2 separate regions of the Oryza sativa genome follow, and region 1 is linked to region 2. The links are chromatin contacts, called in public HiCAR-type maps. All regions are on one chromosome and are shown on one strand. Each heading gives the region's core, a stretch centred on a gene start, on an enhancer-like site or on the middle of the called end of the contact. The rest is flanking DNA. Distances are from core to core; before and after follow the strand shown.

Region 1 (3,461 bases), core at 643-3,142, 260 kb before region 2:
ATGTATTGTTTGATCTTCGCTAGTCATGCTCATACTAGTCACTATGACATAATTGTGGAATTTTAGACTAGAGCAACTGATCTGGAGTAAGTTTAAGTAGCATTTAGTCCAAAATCCTTTGTTTATTAGTTGCCTGGCAATATGTCTTTCTGAAGAATGTGTTTGTAACCCAAATACGTAGATATCAACATACAATCTTCGAGGGCTACAAATCCTATCATATGATTTAGCACTTAACATAATTGTAAATTAAAACTTATCTGGTCCCCATCACTGCAACTGTCAGTTTTAGGCATATATAAATAAAAAAAGGATACACAATCTCTCTCAAATCCTTATTAGGTCCTAAAATACCAGTACCAGATATAGTTCCTCCTGATTTATTTCAATTGGGAAGTACTGTTTCAATCCAATGCACTGGAATGTGAAATTTGTACCATTCTCAACACAGAAGAAATTTTATTGGCTTTACATCCATTCCAGTGTAAAATTTCTAATACATCTATTGGACAAGCTAGTGCATGTTGAGTGCATCCTATACAGGAATCATGATCTATTACAGAATATGATATTGGATATATAACTTTTTAAATATGGTAAAATTAAAAATAACAAAAATATAAGTATATATGAATTGTGGGCAACAGGCAGAGCAATGATTTATCCAAACTTCAAAAAATAAATTCGTGTTGCCTTTGTGTGAAAGTGTGAAAAAGAGCCAAGAGGCCTGAATTTTGAACTTTAACAGTCATAACCATATGAATTGCTTATACGATTTCGAATTAGCCAACAAAGTTAATATCATATTTTCAATATAAATTACAAATACTCACATGGTTTTAGCCTTGAGATAGATGCTTCCCCCAGAGCCACCCCCACCTTTGGTGCCACCATCTCCTCCATTAGCAAGAATTGTTCCATTCATCATAATATCCTTGGCGAACAACCACACTACACCCCCACCACCACCACCATAGTCCTTCTCGACGCTGGTAGAACCGCCTTTGCTCCCGTAGCTATTGGGGGTCTTGAGTTCAGCCCAAGCGTACATATCGCCGCCCCACGAATCCTCCTGCGCCTGCCCCTCCTTGACGTAGCAGCTAGCACCACGGCCGCCATGGCCACCGCCATCACCATACGACCCAGTAGGCACGCCGCTGGTCTTATCAGGCGGGTCGCCAGCGAGCGCGGTGGTGTCGATTACAGCATCACTGGAGAGCGTGATGTTGGTAGCTGAAAGAGAAACCCACCCGGCCACGACACGGGCCTCACGGCCGAAGAAGATGCCGCCGGACAAATTGGCGGAGACGACGCACCCAGGCCTCTCGCAGGTGAGGGCGACGCCGTCGACGAGCACCAGCGTCCCATTCCCGCTGATGTAGACGCCGGGGCCACGGAGCCTCACGGAGGCAGGGACCACGCAGCGGGTGTCGAGGTCGCCCACGCCGCGGAGGTCCCCGGCGCAGGTCGCCGACGGGGCGGGCGGCGGCGGCGGCAGCGAGGGGGGCGGCGGCGGGGTGTAGTCGTGGAAGGTCAGGATCGAGTACGCCTCCGCCTCCGCGTCCCCCCGATCGAAACCCCCGAGGCTAGGGTTCCCCGATGCGACGGCGAGGAGGGCGAGGGCGAGGTGGGGGAGGCGGAGGCGGAGGCGGAGGCGGGCGAGGGGAATGTGGGTGGCCATGGGGTGGGAAGCATCAGAGGACCCAGCGCCCGGAGGGTAGGTGGGGGGTACTCGACGAGGTTTCGGATTGGCGGCGGCGGCGGCGGAGATCGCCGGAGACGGCGAGGGGGGGTTGGGGTTTGGTGGTGGTTGCTCGGTTTCCGCTTCCGTCGCTAATGGGAATCGAAGCGGGGCGGTGGTGCGGTGGGAGATAGGCCGTCCGATTTGCCTTGAGATTCGGGGAGGGGTTGGTGGGGACTGACTACTATGCTGGGGTTTGGTGGGGCCGGATGGGCAGTGGCGCTTTTGGTTGATTCATAGAGGAGGGTATACCATCCATCTCTCTCTATCACTTGATTGCAGCTAATAGTGAATAGCTTTGTATGATCTTTTAAAGTGCAATGTGCCAAGTGACGACAGCTTATAGTAGCAGATTAGCAAGAGGTCAGTTTGCTGGTACTTTTGGAAAGATCTTACAGTTATTTGAAATGTTTGTTTCTCTTTCACTAAAGTATCAAAGTACTCCCTCCGTTTCATAATGTAAGTCATTCTAGCATTTCTCACATTTATATTAGATTCATTAACATCAATATAAATGTAGGAAATACATTTAGATTCATTAATATCAATATGAATATGAGAAATGCTAGAATGACTTATATTATGAAATGGAGGAAGTATCTATTTGTCTATTTCTCGTTTTCACATATCACTAAGTTACTTGTAAGTTGAATCGTTTGTAGGTATCATCCTTTTTTAAAAAACCCGGGCACCTCTTTGCTTCCACAAATTATTCTAATCTTTGAAAAAAAAGTTAATTTGATCTTTGCCATTGCAAATATGCCTATTCAGATAAATATCATCACTATTTATCTATTCGTAGTCTCAAGGCGAAGAAAGATAAGGTTGTGTTACTTGGTAATGGCTCAAACTCACTCATTATCTGTGCTGGTCCTTACCAATCTCTTCTTCCTTCACTGCCATCGTGCAGCGACGGGAGTTTGACGCTCAACGGACGCTTTGTGCTCCATGGCAGCCCCACAAAGAGCATGAATGTCTCTTACCAGTGGGGCCCAATGCATATTTTATTTGATTTTCACTGGTTGTAATATCAAGGTGCCAATAAGAGTCACATTAGTCAAAATCGTCTTACAAACCATTGAAGAGTCATTTTGCATCGGTCCGAACGGTAGGAGAACTCGTTATAGCTAGTTTTCTGTCGAGGAACGCGAAGCAGATCCAACATAAATTTGAGGAACTCGAATTAGACTTTATCTGATGAGTAACAGATCGATGCTCTCTTTTTGGGCTGGTTTAGTGGTCACATTTTGAACTTTGAGCCCATTAAACTCCCATGGACAATCATTATTTTTCGGATTACATTTCATACCCCAGCGTGGTCTTGTAGTGCATAAGCTTACTTTTTACTTACTAGTACAGTGTAACAATCTTCTATTGCTTACATCCCTTGGGTCAAATACAGCTGACAACCACTCTTGTGCAGAAATTGTTTGGAGTAGATTAAAAAGAGAGAGTAACATCAATGGTGGAATGAACGGGGTATAAGCACGATGCTTATTGATTCATTACCAAAATATTCCTGAAAATTTATAAGTAGTGAAAAGTACGAATATCTGTACAAGCCACTAAACACCTACCCCTCCGTCTAAAAAAACCCAATCCTAACAACGAATCTGGACACAGATTGATCTTTTTTTAGACGGAGTAGTAAAACTTAACCATTCAAATATAGAAATTATTAATACTTCCAAAACTTAATATGCAAATACGACACATCAAC
Region 2 (3,261 bases), core at 436-2,935:
CTCTAACCTATGCTGATTGCCGCTATATACTTGCAGTATTGCTTTATGAATTAACTGTGCAAGTGGGTCGACCTGTCAACCTACTTATCTCTACTATAAAAACGAAGTCATCCTCTTTGCACCCTCCCCCACTGTGTCACTCCGCTTACGTAATCACCGGGTCCAATGTTCCTCAACCACCATCCTAGTCTAACCCTGATGATACGGTCCAGTTATAATGTACGAGTATGTTACCAGTAGACCAAATAAATGGGTAACTTAAGGATAAACCAATTTAATTAGCTTATAAGTAGATTCACGTGCCGATCCACTTATATCCTCTTAAATATAAAATAGTGCACCGAAAACCTTTTGCCGACAAATATCTTGTCAAAAGATTCCTCGCTTTTGTTGATAGATTTGTCGGCAATCTAGCGTCGCAGTGCAGTGACCATCCCTTTCTATGCATAGTCAAATGATGTTTTATACAGTACTCCCTTCGTTCCAAAATATGCGCATTTTAGAATAGTACCAAGTCAAATATCTTTTAATTTTGAACATTAGTAACAAAAAAAAATTTAAAACATCAATCATGTAAAATTTATGTTAATAGATTTATCATTCAACAAACTATCATAATATGCAACTCCTTTTTATTTAAAATGTTTTACTATTTTAGATACTGTTGGTCAAATTAGCATCTCGGAAACTGTGTCGAAGTCTATAAATGTTTATAGTTTGAGACGGAGGGAATATTTAGGTACCTTTCTTTATACATGTACGAAACATACATATACCATAAGATAATAAATTAGATAAACGGAACATAAATAAGGCTGCATTCGTTTCAGGCTGTTCCCAACCTCTCTCCCTTGTTTTCCGTGCGCACGCTTTTCAAACTCATAAACGGTAAGTTTTTTGCAAAAACTTCCTATACAAAAGTTGCTTTAAAAAATAAAAATCCATTTTTGAAAAAAATTAGCTAATACTCCCTCCGTATTTTAATGTATGACGTCGTTGAATTTTTTTACTAACATTTGACCATTTGTTTTATTCAAAGTTTTTGTATAAATACGAAAATATTATTTCATGCTTAAATAACATTTGATGATGAATTAAGTCACAATAAAATAAATGATAGTTATATAAATTTTTTGAATAAGATGAATGGTCAAATGTTAGACAAAAAGTCAACGGCATCATACATTAAAATATGGAGGTAGTACTTAATTAATCACGCGCTAATAGACCGCTCTGTTTTCCGTGCAGAGGAGATGGTTCCCAACCCTAGCTAACGAACACAGCTAAGTTGAGAACAAAACGAACACCAGTCATTATCGTAGCGGGCGCGGGATTACCCTGATGGGCCTAAACTCGAAAATTAATGGGCCTAACTTGCTTCTCCTAATGGGCCAAGTGGCCCAATCTCCCCACGATACATGGAAAGGTAGTACTAGCGACCAATGTGCGCCCAAGATTGATCTGCCACCGTCCGTGAACCAATCTGACGGCCAAAACTGCGAACCGGATTATATCCAGTTCTTTTTCCACTGGACGGAGTGCGTTTCGTATCCCCTTTTCTCCAGTGACCTGCGGTAGTAGTACTCACTACTACACACGGCTAGGGTTTGAGCGCTCTGTGACACTGACAGTGGGCCCCACCCCCGCCTCCTCTTCTCTCACGCCGCCTCCGCTTCGTCTCCTCGCCGGAGTTGAGCCGCGGGATCCGTCGGAGATGGCGACCGGAGAAGCGGCGGCGGCGGCGGCGTCGCCGCCGGAGCTGGCGTCGTTCCTGGCGATCGGGCTTGACCAGCGCACGGCGGAGAACGCCCTCGCCAACCGCAAGGTCACCGCCAACCTCACCGCCGTCATCGCCGAGGTAACCGCGCCGCCCTCCCGCTTCGGTCTCGCCGCCTTGCGTTTGGGGGACTAGCTAACCCATGCTTATGCCTGCAGGCTGGTGTTAGTGGGTGTGACAAATCTGTGGGGAATCTTCTCTACACTGTGAGCATCCGTCGCTGCTGAGTTATTATATGATAGTAGTATTGATCTAATTAAAATCTGTGAATTGGTGATAGTTAGTTTGTGTGTTAATTGGTTGCGCATTGGAGTAGGTCGCGACGAAGTATCCGGCGAATGCCCTGGTGCATCGTCCCGTTGTCATCCAATACATTGTGTCGTCAAAGGTGAGTTCTGTTGTGTGTGATTGTGTTGTAAACACTGCTGCTGTGTGGCTGAGTTCGTAAGTGTTGTGAACTTGACAAATTGTGGTTTCCAGATCAAGACCCCCGCGCAATTAGATGCTGCTCTGTCGTTTCTTTCTACTTTGGGTCCTGATCCATTGGACACAGCAAAGTTTGAAGAGACATGTGGAGTGGGTACGTTCTGTCTGGTTGAAATTACATTTATATTTATATGATTTCTCATCTTCTACAGTACTAAAGCTTGAAAGCTGTAGTGCCACAAGCTTTTGAAAAGTTGATGAATTCATACCTTGCAGGGCTAAAACAACTCTTATGTTGATAAGAGTCAACCACAATTTATTTTGCACATACTATAGTTGGCTGATAAATCAATAGTCCTTCAAATGCCCATTTTCAGCTCACTGTTGTTTAAGGGCCTGCGTTTTTTTCCCCTGCAGGGGTGGTTGTTTCAACTGAAGAGATTCAGTCAATGGTCACTGATATCCTGAAGGAAAACATGGAAGCCATAGTTGAACAGCGATATCATATAAATGGTTTGTTTTCTGCTTCATTTTCATTTTACTTTGTTATTGATGGTTTTGTTTTATCTTTCGATTTGTGATGTCGGGAAAGCTGGGCATCATTTGCTCCTGACTTTCTTGTTTTCCAGTTGGCAGCTTGTGCGGACAGGTTAGGAAGTGGCACCCCTGGGGCGATGCTAAGTTCATAAAGGTTTAATACATTTCATGGCTGAAATTATGGAGTTTTTTGTTTAATTGCTACTATTTATTACTAGTAACTTTGTGATATGGCTTGTACTAATTACTTCTGTTAATCTACAGGAGGAAATTGATAAAAGGCTTACAGAGATTCTTGGTCCAAAGACAGAAGCTGACAATGTAAAGCCTGTGAAAAAGAAGAAGGAGAAGCCCGCAAAAGTTGAGGTTTGTTACCTGAAATTCAATCAAGTTTTATGGCAGGACTGTTTAGTTATTAGCTCTGCCTCATCCAGTTTTGTTTCTGACAAAATATAGGAGAAAAAAACTGCGGTAGCTGCTCCTGCTCCACCATCTGAGGAAGAACTTAATCCCTACTCCAT

What was found. HiCAR-type assays count read pairs that join an accessible place to other places.
Region 1: a contact with region 2 is called in a HiCAR-type map of leaf, with 3 times the contacts expected there. The contact joins the promoter of LOC4338002 here to the promoter of LOC4337996 in region 2. A contact is called at or near these places in 8 of 15 Hi-C or Micro-C datasets (leaf, panicle, seedling and 1 more) and 1 of 4 datasets of contacts at active chromatin or transcription factors (leaf).

Annotation. Positions count from the first base shown.
Region 1 is chr5:5,256,245-5,259,705 of ASM3414082v1, reverse strand. LOC4338002 reads right to left here and starts at 1,892. Exons shown (of 22, transcript XM_015784924.3): 1 at 834-1,892. The coding sequence starts at 1,681.
Region 2 is chr5:4,999,203-5,002,463 of ASM3414082v1, reverse strand. It overlaps LOC4337996 (glutamine--tRNA ligase), which reads left to right and starts at 1,685. Exons shown (of 22, transcript XM_015784471.3): 1 at 1,685-1,858; 2 at 1,936-1,983; 3 at 2,094-2,165; 4 at 2,258-2,357; 5 at 2,621-2,716; 6 at 2,833-2,894; 7 at 3,005-3,106; 8 at 3,197-3,261. The coding sequence starts at 1,715.